5 separate regions of the Mus musculus genome follow, and regions 1, 2, 3 and 4 are each linked to region 5. A link is a contact called in public Hi-C and promoter capture Hi-C data. All regions are on one chromosome and are shown on one strand. The core of a region is the stretch at or near the end of the contact, and the rest is flanking DNA. Distances in the headings are between cores, read along the strand shown. Region 1 holds the start of Lipo3 (lipase, member O3). Region 2 holds the start of Stambpl1 (STAM binding protein like 1). Region 3 holds the start of Fas (Fas (TNF receptor superfamily member 6)). Region 4 holds the start of Cstf2t (cleavage stimulation factor, 3' pre-RNA subunit 2, tau). Region 5 holds the start of Minpp1 (multiple inositol polyphosphate histidine phosphatase 1).

What was found. Promoter capture Hi-C pulls out the DNA fragments that hold promoters and counts their contacts. Hi-C and Micro-C count contacts between places; a contact is called where the count stands out from the background. Capture Hi-C pulls out chosen DNA fragments and counts their contacts.
Region 1: a contact with region 5 is called in a promoter capture Hi-C map of pre-B cells, with 4 times the contacts expected there. A contact is called at or near these places in 1 of 39 promoter capture datasets (pre-B cells) and 1 of 130 datasets of targeted methods (large pre-B cells).
Region 2: a promoter capture Hi-C map of liver shows a contact between it and region 5, with 2.7 times the contacts expected there. A contact is called at or near these places in 5 of 39 promoter capture datasets (the 3T3-L1 cell line, the SN4741 cell line, hippocampal neurons and 2 more), 1 of 130 datasets of targeted methods (pancreatic cancer cells) and 1 of 9 other capture datasets (liver).
Region 3: a contact with region 5 is called in a promoter capture Hi-C map of pre-B cells, with 2.8 times the contacts expected there. A contact is called at or near these places in 3 of 39 promoter capture datasets (liver and pre-B cells).
Region 4: a Hi-C map of B cells shows a contact between it and region 5, with 7 read pairs. A contact is called at or near these places in 3 of 39 promoter capture datasets (the 3T3-L1 cell line, the C10 cell line and pre-B cells), 1 of 484 Hi-C or Micro-C datasets (B cells), 2 of 130 datasets of targeted methods (astrocytes and pancreatic cancer cells) and 1 of 9 other capture datasets (adipose tissue).

What each region holds. Positions count from the first base shown.
Region 1 is chr19:33,589,001-33,591,898 of GRCm38.p6, reverse strand. Lipo3 (lipase, member O3) reads left to right here and starts at 1,588. Exons shown (of 11, transcript NM_001013770.4): 1 at 1,588-2,008.
Region 2 is chr19:34,190,824-34,193,523 of GRCm38.p6, reverse strand. Stambpl1 (STAM binding protein like 1) reads right to left here and starts at 1,295. Exons shown (of 11, transcript NM_029682.5): 1 at 893-1,295.
Region 3 is chr19:34,289,220-34,291,919 of GRCm38.p6, reverse strand. Fas (Fas (TNF receptor superfamily member 6)) reads right to left here and starts at 1,261. Exons shown (of 9, transcript NM_007987.2): 1 at 1,176-1,261. The coding sequence starts at 1,205.
Region 4 is chr19:31,081,284-31,084,144 of GRCm38.p6, reverse strand. Cstf2t (cleavage stimulation factor, 3' pre-RNA subunit 2, tau) reads right to left here and starts at 1,304. Exons shown (of 1, transcript NM_031249.2): 1 at 1-1,304. The coding sequence starts at 1,079. The region is part of intron 3 of Prkg1 (protein kinase, cGMP-dependent, type I); the gene reads left to right.
Region 5 is chr19:32,484,470-32,487,169 of GRCm38.p6, reverse strand. Minpp1 (multiple inositol polyphosphate histidine phosphatase 1) reads right to left here and starts at 1,401. Exons shown (of 5, transcript NM_010799.2): 1 at 611-1,401. The coding sequence starts at 1,229.

The sequences.
Region 1 (2,898 bases), core at 339-2,838, 1.1 Mb before region 5:
CTATGAAGAATTAAGTTTGAATTTTGATGGGGATTGCATTGAACCTGCAGATTGCTTTTGGTAATATTGTCATTTTTACTATGTTAATCTTGCTGACCCATGATCATGGAAGATCTTTACATATTCTGAGGTCTTCTTCAGTTTCTTTCTTCAAAGACTTGAAGTTCTTTTCATATAGATATTTCACGTTCTTGGTTAGAGTCACACTATGATATTTATATTATTCGTGACTATTGTGAAGGGTGGCATTTCCCTAATTTCTTTCTCAAACTGTCTATCCTTTGAGTAGAGGAAAGCTACTGATTTAAGTTAATTTTATATTCAGCCACTTTGGTCAAGTTGTTTATCAGCTGGAGGAGTTCTTTGGTCGAACTTTGAGCTTTGTAATGTTTGACTTTTTTAGTGGACAAATGTTAAAGTTTATTGCAAATGCAACCACTGAATACAGTCATACAAATTTTACAGGGAATAGAAGAGAATAAGAATTACAATGCCGTTGATAGTCCAGAAGGCCTAAGTAATTTACATTGCTGATAGTGAGTATGGTATCTTGGTATCATAAAGCTTTTTCATTTCAATATATCATTATTATATTCATAATTATTGTATCTAGTCCTTAAGCCATGACTTTCCATTGAAATTTAACCTCTATTTCACAAACTATTTTCTACTAAAAGATTTATTTTTTCTTTACTAAATTGAAGTCCTGATATTAAGTAATTCAGTAAAACTCAGAAACAAACAAAGATCAAAACAAGTCTCACTCTAGAACAGGGAATAATATCACTTGGCTCTATCTCTTTCATGTTGGAGTTATTAATTTGACTTGAAAATGTGTGATTTTTAAAACATTGTAGATTTAATAGCACTGTAATCAATATCTCTATAGCCAGTAGTAAGGAGACTGAAAACATTTCATGTTTATTATCAGAGTATGTGCTTTGAAAAATATGCAGTTTAGAAGATTTAAGCACACGTGGTAGTTTTAATAAGAATGACATCTTTAAGATCATATAGTTGAATGCTTAATCACTAGGGAGTACAATTGGCAATTGGTTCTAATACTTTGTCTTAATTCTCTCCCAAAAGCAGCACTTTATGACACTGAGAGTCACTGCCTCCAGCTGGCTTTAATTGGTAAGAAAGAGTTGCTATATAGACAATAGCTGGGAAGGGAGATAGAGGCTGAACTTTTAGGTTTGCAGGTTTTTTAATGGTTCCTATTTTTCATTTTTTTTTTTTTTTAACTTCTTAGGACAAAGTTGATGACAGGGCAATGGTCATGGCAGATTCCATTTCACAGAATATTCCTTCGTTCATAGTGATCCCATTTTGACACAGAAGTTGGTATTTGTGGACATGGTAAGTGAGACAAAATTTTCTGGTGAACCAAGTACCTGCATTCTTCACAACTTTGGAAAGGAGGTATTATTTTCCACATTTTGCGGTCACTGAGGAGCCAATGTCAGGAAGGACACATAATTTGTAGTCTCTCAGGCTGTATAACAACGACAGAAATGTCTCTCTGATTTCAAAACCCTCTGTCACCTGAAGTGGCCTATAAAACCCCAAAAGAAATCCAGCTGCGGCTTTGCTGCTGACTCCTCTCACTCACTTCAGTCATCCTCAAGAGGCCAACTGGCGGTGACTTCCTGATTTATCCTCCAGGGGACGATGGGATTGGGGCTCGCCCAGTAAGTAAGCTGCTCGGTGGAGGCCTGGGCAGAACGTCCCCTGGGCCTCAGTCACCCCTGCGGGGTTCTCCGCGCTCTCAGGAGCAGACGTCCCGCGCAGGGCACCGCCCTGCCTGACCCAGGCGGGGACACAGTGGTAGAGTGGGACGGCGAGGCTCCGCGCCTCTGTCAGCGGCCTAGCTGAAGGCCCGCCGCCATGTCCCGGGTACTGGTTGTGGGCGCCGGGCTAACCGGAAGTCTGTGTGCCGCGCTGCTGAGGAAGGAAACAACCGCCCCCCTGTACCTCGGCCTGTGAGACAAGGGTGGGGACACAGGTGAGTTGTTAGGACAACCAGAGGGTGACAGGCCTCTCCTTGGTGAAGTAGGCGGGCCACCCAGTCGCTCTGAGAGAAAAGCCCAGTCAGTGGGGGCTTCTCCGGGGAGGACCGCCTCTGCGCGCTCTCCTTGTGAGAGCTGTCACGTGACTGGAGGCTGCTGCTCCGGGGAGGCGGCTTCTGGTGCAGAGAGGACTGGACCCGGAGCCCTGCCCAGGGAGGCTTGTGCCTGGCAAGCATCAGCCCATGGGAGCCCTGTGGGCTAAGCTGCTCTGTACCATCGAAGCTTTCTCCAGGATGCAGATCCCCAAATCCACCTGGACTAAGACTTTCTAGTCATCTAGAATAAGAGGCCTTCTTGTACATCCTGACTGAATAACCTTTTATATTCATTGTGGCGTTCCATCCATTTAGTTTTAGTCATTCATTACTTCGTTCATTTTTTCAGATTAACACAATATGTACTAATGACTAATTGTAAAGCAATGCTGTATTATTCATGAGTTTCTTCAAATTAAAAACAAAAGCAAAAACAGGACCAAATACCCGGGACAATGAGCGATATAAAGTCTTTAGCTACTTTAATGAGTTTAATGTTTTTGGACAAAGACAATAATAAATAAAGCAACCAAGCTAGGGTGAGTTGTATAATTTCAAGAAGTTCATTTATGGCTGACAGTTGCTTATGAATGACTAGTGCCAACAGTCCTCATGGTCCCAAATGCACAGTTAACTGGTAGCTCAGTACATCACCTGCTCTCATTATGTCAAAGAGCACCAAAAGTAAGTTAGTCACCACAAGTTTTAGTAGATACATATATGGTGTAAAATGACACAAATCATCCATTGTAAAACATTTTAAACTTTGCCTCTTATGACAATGACATGTT
Region 2 (2,700 bases), core at 46-2,545, 1.7 Mb before region 5:
AAATACAAAAAAACTGCCCATGGAAACGGGTCTGGAAACAAGTACTACTTACAAATTGAAACCGGAAGTCAAACATTCAAGTGTTAATTTTTGTCTGCTCTCAGGAGTCGGTATTGACCTTGACAGAAGCTCAGATTAACCTTATTTCTGGAGACACTTTTGAAACTCAAGACTTCGTTTAATTTTCGTGGCTAGCAGGATGTCTGGAAAGCAGCGTGCTCACTAGGGCTTACTAGTGACCAAACACTCGTTTCGGGAAGACAGACAGGCCCCTCCCCCTCACACAACCTAGAGATTTTTTTTTCCCCAATCCTCTAAATTAGATTCTGTTTCTTGAATTACTCCTTCATTTTTTTTTTCTTTTTCTTTTACATTTCAATTAACCACAGCACTTCGGACTCTAGACTGTCAGCAGTTATTTCGACGAGTTCTGGAAAATTATGTTTTAATAGCATTGCATCTTTTTGCGCATTTCCCTTGAGGCTTCCAGCGAGCAATCAAGTTATTCCAGTAAGAGAATATGTCTCACGAGGCTAAAGGGCATCAATGCAACATCTAGAAAGTCCTTTCCTCCCCTTACCCTCTAGTATGAAGGTGCTTTTACCAGTTTCTCGCCCCTCCCTCCTTGACATCCCGCGCAGCCGACGTGGAGCCCCACGCAAAACCAGTGAGGTGGGCTCTTGGAATCCTGACATCATCTGCAAGGATGCATTCCAAGTATGAACCAGAAAAGCACGCGCAGCCGGGTCCAGGTCACCGCCCCAGGGCCAAGAGACCAGGAACCACAGCCTCCGCCTTCCTGGGCGAGAAGAAGCTAACCCTAGAGCGGGATAGGGGCGCGTGGGGGCGGGGACCGCAGGGCGACAGGAAGCCACTCGTCATCACCACTCACCTCGGGGCCAGCGGGCACACGTGTGGGGCCACTCACCAGCAGTCGTGCGCGTCCGGAGCTTGTGTGGGATGACGACTGCGACGACTGTCCCTGCGCGGGCCGCGTGGCTCGGGCATCCGTGTGGCCTCTGCAGCCCGGGCGGCAGCGGCTGCTCCGCAAGGCACCGGCGCTTGGTGACGGTGGCACCAGGCTGTGAGTCGCTCCCAGGCTGGTCTAGTCCGGGCCTCTGGGTTCTCTTTGCTCTTGGTCGGTCGAGCTCTGATGCCTTCCGTGGCTTGGACTCTCTCTTCTGTCTGGCGGGACAGCCCCAGCTCCCTTGCAAAACAACGCACAGGCCAATGGCCTCTGAATCTCTGCCGCAGCAACGTAGGGAATGAAATTGTCACAGCGATGGTCCGCCCCCTCCCCCTTCCCCGGCCCCTGGGTGCGGCCTCCGCCTCTGCCTCCGCCCCCTCTGTAGCCACAGCTTCCCACGTGCTGCAAAAAAACCTCTGGGGTGGCGGGTCCCTGCGGAGGGCCTATGGCCAGATGGAAATGGCTGCTTGTGATTTAACCCCCGGTCTACCTGCATACTCGTTGCCCTAGGTTGGACCACCTGGACAGCCCAGTGAATTATCAACTTGGCCTAGAAGCTGGGAAAATGGCTGGGCGACTCCAAAAACTGCAGAGCACGCAAGCTGTCATGAAGCTGAATTTGCCAATGTAATGGTTTAGCTATAGGATTACAGCTTATGTAGGAATCCCATTTTGAGATTTAACCGTGACTAAGCGCTGCCGCCGTGAAACACTCCCCCTCTCCCCACCTTCTTGAACTAGGAAAATACAAACGGTTAGCTCCTTACCATTACTATAGTGTCACCATTATAATGCAGTGTCTTTAATATGGCCATAGACCTGAGCCAGACACAGTGCACGCAACGATTCATATTCACTACAGTCCCGTATACAAAAGCTGCATCTTATATGTTTTCCATGAGTAAGACAGAGACAAGTAAAATTATTTATCTGCGAGTTTTAAATCAGCTGCGTAGTAGTGGAAGGCATGCTGTTAGCGTGGAGAGTGTGGAGGAAGGGGAGAAAGGATGAAGGGAGCTGGAAGAATCCATTCTGATTTGACATCCGTGCTAGCAAGTTTTATAGAAACTTGACACAAGATAGAGCCATCTGAGAAGAGAGAACCTGATTTGAGAAAATGCCTTCACAATATGGGGGGCCTTAGGCAAGCCTGTAGGGCGTCTTCTTAATTAGTAATTAGTGTGGGAGGGTACCAGCACATTGTGGGTGGTGCCACTCCTCGACAGGTGATCCTAGGTGCTGTAAGAAAGCCGAGCAAGCCAAGGGGAGCAAGTCAGTAAGCAGCACTCTAGGGGGCCAGGGGGGGTTTCTCTTTCTCCCCCAACTCCCCGCGATGGCTTCTACATCAGGCCCTGCTTCCAGATTCTAATCCTGCTTGAGTTTCTGCCTTGACATCCTTCAAGAATGGACTGCACTGTGGTAGTGAAATAAGCCCTTTCCTCCCTAAGTTGATTTTTGTCTTGCTGCTTTGTCACAGTGATTGAAACTCTTAAGTAAGAAGACCTCAAAAGCTGCTTCTTCGAGGGAGCAGTACCAACTCGCCAACATTTTAAGAACACTGTCACTGTTGATGAGCTGGGGGTTTCCAGCTTCGGTGGGAACCCAGCTCCAAGTGGAAGAAAACACTACAGTGGGGTGAGACACACTGGCTGTCTTGGTTGGTTTTTCCTTTGGAAACCAAACTTGCAACCCAGACTCTGCCACTTTCTGAGCTGTTTAATTCACCCTTGGTG
Region 3 (2,700 bases), core at 12-2,511, 1.8 Mb before region 5:
TCTCTCAGATAGCCCTGGTCGAGTCTGCTGGCCATGTTCAGTTTACTTCTTTCTCTCTATGTTCTGGGCTCTTCCAGATGCCTCTGGCCATTTTCTCTTTTATATCCACAATAAAAACCTTTCTCTTAACCATACCATGGGGCAGTAGTGTGTGTGTGTGTGTGTGTGTGTGTGTGTGTGTGTGTATGTACATGCCCCTTGGAGTTAGATCTCAACTGAAGCCCGGCACTGTCATTTGCTAGCTGTGTGACCTCTGTTAAATGCTTAAGCTCTCGGAACCTCTTTTAACCTTGTAAAAGTAAGGAGAGGTTGTCTTCCTCCCTTCTACCACTGCTGTGAAAACCGATTTGAGATCCTTGTGCCCGGCAAATTTTTAGGGACCTGATAAAGCAATCTTTCTAAATTCAGAACTGGATTGAACCTCGGAGGGTCGAATCCCTCGGACTGGCATTTATTAACAGGCATTTCTGAAGAGACCGAATGCTGGAGAGTTCTTACTTCTGTGCCTGCAGCAGACAAGGAGGAGCTGGGACTCAGAGCCCTAGGGTTACTGGGACAAATCTGCTGTGAGAGTGCCAGCAGAAAGAGGGTAACAGAAGAAACAGTACAAACAATATAAAAATATCCACCAGTTCAGCCATCCACAATTTGACAGCTCAATTCCCGGAAGGGAAGGTTTTTTTTGTTTCCCGTGTTGTTACAGGAGAGTAAACAAATCTTCGCAGACAAAGTTACTTTGAGAAATTTTATGATCTAATGCTTGGCTTGTAAATACAGCCCAGAGTAACTCACTTCCCGGTTGAGCGAACTGTCAGAAGTGTCAAATGCCAGGGAGCCTCGGAGCGAACTTTTCTAGTGCCCTAAAGTGGCACTAGAAAAGTGTCTGGGCAAGTCTATAAGCCAGAGTCCCTCTCCAGCCATACTAAAGCGATCGATCCAAGAGCTGGCCAGCACCAAGCTCTGACCGTCGCCCCCGCCCCCCGCCCCGACCCAAACTTTTTCCAGAAAAACGCTGGACTTGGGCTTCAGCCCTGAGCACTTAGCCAAGAGCGAAAGCAGCTCCCCTGCGTTTCTAAACATCTGGACCGGTGGCACCCAATGCCAGCCACATCTGGAATCTCATGTGGTGGTCCCCAGTATGCAGCGTCCCACATCCCAGGCGTCCCAAAGCTTACCAGAGGCAGGACAGCCCAGATCCACAGCATGTCTGCAGCAAGGGAAAACAGCGGGCGGCCTGTGTGGGCAGCCTGCGGCCCCACCCACCAGCTCTAGACTGCCTGTGGGTATGTACTTTGCCTAGGCCCGCCCCCTGGCACGCACAAACCGCTTCGCTCCTATTCAGGTCTTCCCAGAAATCGCTTTGAACACGTGTATGTCACTTTTTTTCTTTTGAGGGACCAAACACAATCTTCGTAAAGCCCCAAGGGTTGCGAGAAAGTTCTGCTGGTCTCCCGGGGAAACCCACTGACTCACCACTGCACAGGCGGCCTGAGCGGGGTGGGGGTGGGGGGCGGGGGAGGAGGGGGCCCAAGCAGGGCTTGATTGCATAAATGGGCATTCCCCATCCTGGGCGCTTCCACAGTCACACCCTCAGGTCAAGTGAGATTTTTTTTTCTGCCTGCTGCTCACCCTGGAAGGAATTCTGAACTCTGTATTGAATTGGACTTTGGCTGATTGCTGGAGACAAAGACCATTTTGCCTTCACTTTCAATATTTTGTCAGTGACAGGTCTGCTGGGGCTTCTGGGGCCTCTGAATGGTAATTACCACAGAGGAGGTACACACCCTAGGATTCTGATGAGGGAGGTCCCTCCACAGAGCTCATATATGATACATGAAGTGACAATCACCACAGCAGAGGTAGAGATAATAGGCTTTGGGATCCTGATGAGGGGAATGTCCCTGGCTTCGTTTCCCAAATGGAGAATGAAGGTAAATGACTATGACAAATAACACAGCAGTTAACTCAGGGACCAAGCCAGAATCTTTAGAACCACGGGGGTTAGATATAGAGTAAGGGACTAGGGGAGGGGACAGAAAGATCTTATTAAGGAAGAGGAATAAAATAGGTAGTTATGATGGGAAGATCAAGTGGGGGAGGGGAAAGGAAGACGATGAATGGGAATACAGGGAGAGACAGCTAAAATTAAAGGGCATTTGAGAGGTATGGAAACCTAGCAGAGTCTTCCTAAAGTATAAGCATACATGAAGGTGATCTATAGCCAAATAATGGGGGGAGACAGAGCCACAAGTGAACATCTCTTGTCATCAAATGAAGTTTTCCTTTCCTGGATGGGGTTGCATCTAATTGAATCGTTGGCCAAAAAGAGTTGCATGGGAGTCCCCAAACAATGCAGCCTGTTGCCAAGACTATAGATTGCTCCCCACAAACTGAGACCCACACAACTCATTGAATATAGAGAAGTTGAGAGCAAGAAGAAAGTGCCTACATAGAGCCTTCATCCCTACATGCCAACATCTTTGGTACTGGAAGATATTCTGCATGCTACTAAAGGAGAAAGGTAAACCTCACCTCTACCCCAAAGCCTTTGATCTATGATGGTGTCCTGCTAGAGAGATGAGCTAGTGCATATAGTGGCACAAAGTTTGTGGGAGCAACCCATCAATACTGGATTTGACTTTAGCCCCACTCCACAAGATAGAACATAAACCTGACGCTACCCAAGAACCTGAGACTAGA
Region 4 (2,861 bases), core at 55-2,554, 1.4 Mb after region 5:
ACTTCTCCAGTCACTGAGAGCAAAGTCCCTCCACGTGGGTCATTTGGAGCATCTCCCAGTAGTCCTCGAGGAGGTATGCCACCAGAAGGCATGGGTCCACGAGGCATCGGAGGTCTAGGATCTGATATCTGCATCTGTCCTCGCTCCAGGGGCACTGGACCAACCACTGGCATGCCAACTTGTGGCTGCATTGCTCCTCCTGGAGTTAAGGAACCAGGTCCAGGTCCAGGAACTGCAGCTGGTATTGGCCCCGGAGCTGGAATTCCTCCCTGGATAGAGGTCTGCATCAGAGGTGGAATGTCCTTCACAGGTCTTCTTGGCAGATGCTGAGGCTGAGGGGCAGGAGGATTCTGTTGGTTCAACATGACGTTAGGTCCCGGGCAGAGGCCAGGGGCAGGGCCGGGGCCAGGGCCGCCAGGCCCACTAGGCCCAGGCCCACCAGGGCCAGGCCCAGAGACCGGCTGAGATTTGCCTGGGATCAGTGGTGTGACATGTATCTTACGATGCAAAATTTTCAGTGCAATCTCTGGATCCATGATTCTCATCACCACTTGTGCCTGCAGCAAAGCATACGCCAACTGTGGGTTCTGAAGTAGCATGTTTCGAGCTTCCTGGTGACTGTTCTGGACACACAACTTCATCTGCTTCATGAGCTCAAACATCTGCTCTGGGGGCAAGCTGGCGACTGCTCTAGTAATCGATTCTGGAGCATCTTCTGGGTCGATAGGGTCCCCATAGGGGGAGTCAATGATGGGGGCCGCCGGGCCTAAGCTCTTTAACTCCTCCTTGTTCTTTTCGCTGGCGGCATTGTCCACCCGAAGCGCTCTCCCACTAAACTCTCGCCCATTGAGGTTTCGCATGGCACTGAGCGCAGTCTCCTGGTCTTGGTACTCGCAGAAGCCATAACCCTTGGGCTTCCCAGTCTCTCTATCGTAGACGAGACGGAAACTGACAACTGAACCAACCTCTGAGAAAATGTCCTTTAACTGCTCCTCCGTCGCCTCATACGGAATGTTCCCCACGAACACCGAACGCAGCGATCGATCCATGGCTGGGTCTCTGACCGCCAAACTCGACATGATTGCTGCCGAGAGGACAGCGGAGATTGAATTCGTCTAAGGGTCGTCCTCTGGCGAACCACACTTCCGCTCTGTAACGGAAGCAGATAGCAAGCTCCGGACAGAAACCTTTCTGTTAGGAATCTGTAGTTCCGTTAGGCCGCAGACACTGCTTCCTGAGACCGGACTAATTTATCTAACGCCTTCCGCCCCGGGCCGTGAGCTCGGTTGTCCGCGCCTACTTACTGACAACAGGATTCCGTTCCATGGTCCTATTGGTCGAGTTTTCCCGGCGTCCCGCCCCCGCTTCCTGCGGGCACAGGATGCACTACGACTGACCTCATTAAAAATGGCCGATCGGGCTTCCATGGGGTAACCGGCAGCGTCTGTGTTTCCACACACTCGGGGCTGTTTTCATTGCGTTCCACCGGCGGGAAACCGCAAGCCGGAAGCTGATTTAAGGCTTAATGTGTTTTCACAGCTTTCGTTTAGTGTAGGATAATAGAAATATTTAAAATTATATCCAATATTATGAGGTAAAAATATTGTTATTTATCCCTTAAAATAGCTTAACAACATTAAACATAATTATCGCAAAGATAAAATAGCGCTTCTGTCAGCCGCAGCCCCGCCCCCAAGCTATGGCTTGTTCAAACTGTTACCAAGTCCAGGGTCTTCCCTGGTATCTTCTGTGTGCGCAGGTTGTTGTGTGATCATTTCTCTCTCCCCTTACAAATTTTAATTGACATCAATGCTAAAGTGGAATTAACTAAAAAGTATGACTGCAGAGTCTGGATTAATCGACTAAACTTTTATTGTACACATATAAGTAGTTGTGATTTTATTTATTATTTAGAGACAAGGTCTCTATGTAGTCCTATCCTGGAGCGCAGGCTGACCTCCAGCTCCCAGAATCCTCCGCTGGGCTTAAAGGTGTGCACCACCACCGCCCACTTCTCTTGCCAGTTTTGTACTTTAAATACTGCCATTTTATTTTAAATGACCAAACATAATTTTCACTGTTTTAACTTGGAAAAAAATTCAAAAAATATCATGGTTTATATTTTGTTTTGTTCTTGGTTTTGTTTTTGTTTTTTGAGACAGAGTTTGTCTGTGTAGCCCTGGCTGCCCTAGAACTTAGTCTGTAGATGAGGCTGGCGTTGAACTCAAGAGATCCACCTACCTCTGCCTTCCAAGTGCTGGGCTTAAAGGAGTGGGCCACTACACCCAGATATGTGTTATGTTAATGTAGATGGTATATTTTTACATTCAGTTGTCAATTAATTCAATAAATTAAGTTATCAGGTATACTAAAACAAATTTTGTTATTTTAATACAGGGCCCTTCTACAGCCCAGGTTGGCCTGAAAAATTCACTGTGTATGTAGTTTAAGCTGTCTTCAAATTTGCAATCCTCCTGCTTCTCCCAGTGTATGCTGGGATTAGAGGCAAGCACCACAAGCCTTATCTTTACCTGATGGTCAAAGAAAACACAGTAACCAACAAACAAAGCAACACGTGGGGCCTATGAGATACTTAAAGGTTTTAAAACATTAAATAAAACATTCACCATAAATTAGGCATGGCGGCTCATCTTTAATCCTAGCACTTGGGATACTTCCAGGACATCCCGGAGCTCTTTATGTCTAGTTCCAAGCTGGTGATGGCACACTGAGAGACACTCAACACTTTAACACTTGTGTCTGTTAAATACTATCAGCTTAGTCCCTTGTAGAAATGGTGTTTAAGCCGGGCGGTGGTGGCGCACGCCTTTAATCCCAGCACTCGGGAGGCAGAGGCAGGC
Region 5 (2,700 bases), core at 152-2,651:
TGAGGAGCAGCTTCCTAAAAAATCCTTGTAAATGTCGAAACACAGGAAAAGATGTTGTTAACAACAACAACAACAAAAAAGCCAAAAGTCCTGTGATCCCAGCCCTCAGGAGGCAGAGGCAGGTGGATCTCTGTGAAGCCAGCATAGCCTACAAAGCGAGTCCAGGACAACCAGGGCTGAGAAACCCTGTGTCAAAAAAACAAAACAACAAAACTCCCAATTCTCACAAGCAGTTTGGGAGGAAGAAAGTTCTATATTATTAAGTGCGCCCAGGTGTTAAACTACTTGCCAGGAAGGGAAAAGAAGCTAGGTTGGCACTCGGGGGGATAACGCGATTTGGGAATGTGGAATGTAAAACGAGAAGCGATACTTTCTTTCCCCTCCTTCTAGCTGGGTCTCCAGCGTCCCCTACTGCACTCTTGCGCAGAAAATGCTAGGAATTCACACCTGATGAGTGAATGGACAAGCGTATTACTAAAACAACAGAGACAACCAAGTCCACATCCTGGGTCCCGAGAACGCAAGCGGGAAAGGGAGGTGACAAAAAGGGACACGAGGGGAGGCTGGATGAGGGAGTCCGCAGTCTAGGGAAGGCGGAGCGCGCTGTCACCTGAGACGTCGGGAGGTGGCAGTCCTGGGTGGTAATGCTGCCACAACCCCTGGAGGAAGGCGGCGCTGCTGTCCACACAGCGGTGCTTGGAGCTGGTGATCAGCCGCAGGCGGTCGTAGTTCTCCCGGCTGAAGAGGTCTGGGAAGAGGGCAGCCAGACGCAGGGCCAGCTGTCGCATGTCCTGCCGCCCCTTCTCCACCAGCTGCCCGTCCATCCAGTCACCGTACCACAGCGGCCACTCGGCCAGCGCGGCGGCCACTTGGCTCCCGCCATCCCGGGACTCGCGGGTCTGCAGCAGCCCCTGCAGCTGCTTCAGCTTGCGGATCTGCTTGGTCGTAGGGTAGCGGGTGCCGTGACGGATGAGGGCGACCAGCTGCACCGGGGTGCAGGTCCCCGCCAGCAGCTCCGGGTCCCGCCGCGGCGCCACCGGATCGACCAGCAGCCAGGGGTTGGCATCTTCGTAGCGTGTCTTCGTGCCGAAGTAGGGGCTGAGCACCGAAGCCACCGGGTCGCCGCGCCCCGGGAGAGAGCAGCGCGCGAACGACGAGAGCAGCGCCGCAGCCAGGACCGCGGCGGGCGCTACCGAGGCCGGGAGGTGGCTGCGCGCGCCGCGAAGCATCGTGCCCGGGGGCCCCGCGGAGGGCGGCGCGCCGCTTGCCGACCCCCACTTCCGGATCCGCCGGCGGGGGCGGGAGCAGAGCGCACTTCCGGCCCGGGAACCTCAGAAGGCAAGCGTGGTCTCCGGTGCTGTCACCGAGCGAGTGTGGCCGATCGTCTCGGAGCTTCGGTGTGGACAAGTGGAGAGGCGGAAACCTCCGACGAGCGTGTGACACCGGGCGCAGGTGGAGCCGGCGTCAGTTGACCCGGAGCGTGGGCGACTGTCCGGCAGCTTGGCGCCTCAGGAACCGATTCAAAGATTCCTGAGCTGTTTAGGTTTTTCGGTGTGGTAAAAGAGCACACATGAATCCTTTCCTTTTTCTAGTAGGTAGCCCGGCTTCTACCAAAAGAGAAGCTATAGGAGATGGCTTTTGTCCCTTACGGTGTGTTTTCAACATGTGGCCCCTGAACGATCAGTCTCAAGATCCCTCGAGAAAGAACGTCTGTGGCCTTTGCTTACAAGATACCTCCTGAAGCACACGCCCTCCCCCGACCCTCTTGTTAAGAGTTTGAAAATAAGCAGGACACCTCAGAGCCATGAATTTAGAAAGGGGCTTATTCCTTCAGAAATTTAAGCCCTGGGCTTCAATTTAAGTATGATTTTAATGTAGGCTAGAGCTGACACACCACCTCAAGATTGTAAGCTTGTTTATGCCAAAGGCCATTGAGAGAATAGAAACAGCCGTCCTTATAATTTGAGCACACTGAATCATGGCCTCACAGATGCACTCCATTATTAAATATGACCTCATCACTGTATGGAGGAAACACCCATATTCTCCCATGTAGTTAGATATGCAAATCAGTTGAGATTTTAAAATGTGCATGTGTGAACTAGCATGACTATATGTACAACATTTGTGAGCCCACGAAGGCTAGAATAAAGCGTTGGAGTCCCTAGAACGGGAGTTTCAGGCTGTTGTGAGCTGTCATGTGTACTGTAAACTAAACTGGGGTCTTTTTCAAAACCATTAAGCACTCAGTCACTGAGTCAACCCCAACAGTTGAGTGTCTGTCAGGCCACATAGCTCCGAATCTTGGACTCAAAAATCTTGAATCTAAATACCTTGTTTGTTTGTTTTTTTCCTACCCAAACCTCAGTATGTATGACAATTAAGGAAGATTATTAAATGATAAAATGATCCAAACCCAAGGAGATTTTAACCACATTGGCCACATTGGATCTTTCTCATAAGGACAGTTACCATCTGTACTTAATGGTACAGAAAATTGTACTGTTAAGCACTGACCAAGAAGAAAATGTTATAAAAATCCAGAGTAAATTCCAACTTGAATGCTGAAATTTTAAGGCTCAGGAGTGGGGGAATTCTAACAGAACTGTGCTTTTTTTTTTTTTTTTGATATGTCATTTTGTAGTGTTTAAATGACTAAAAATTCGTGACCAGTCTTACTTTTCACAGGAGGTTACTTAA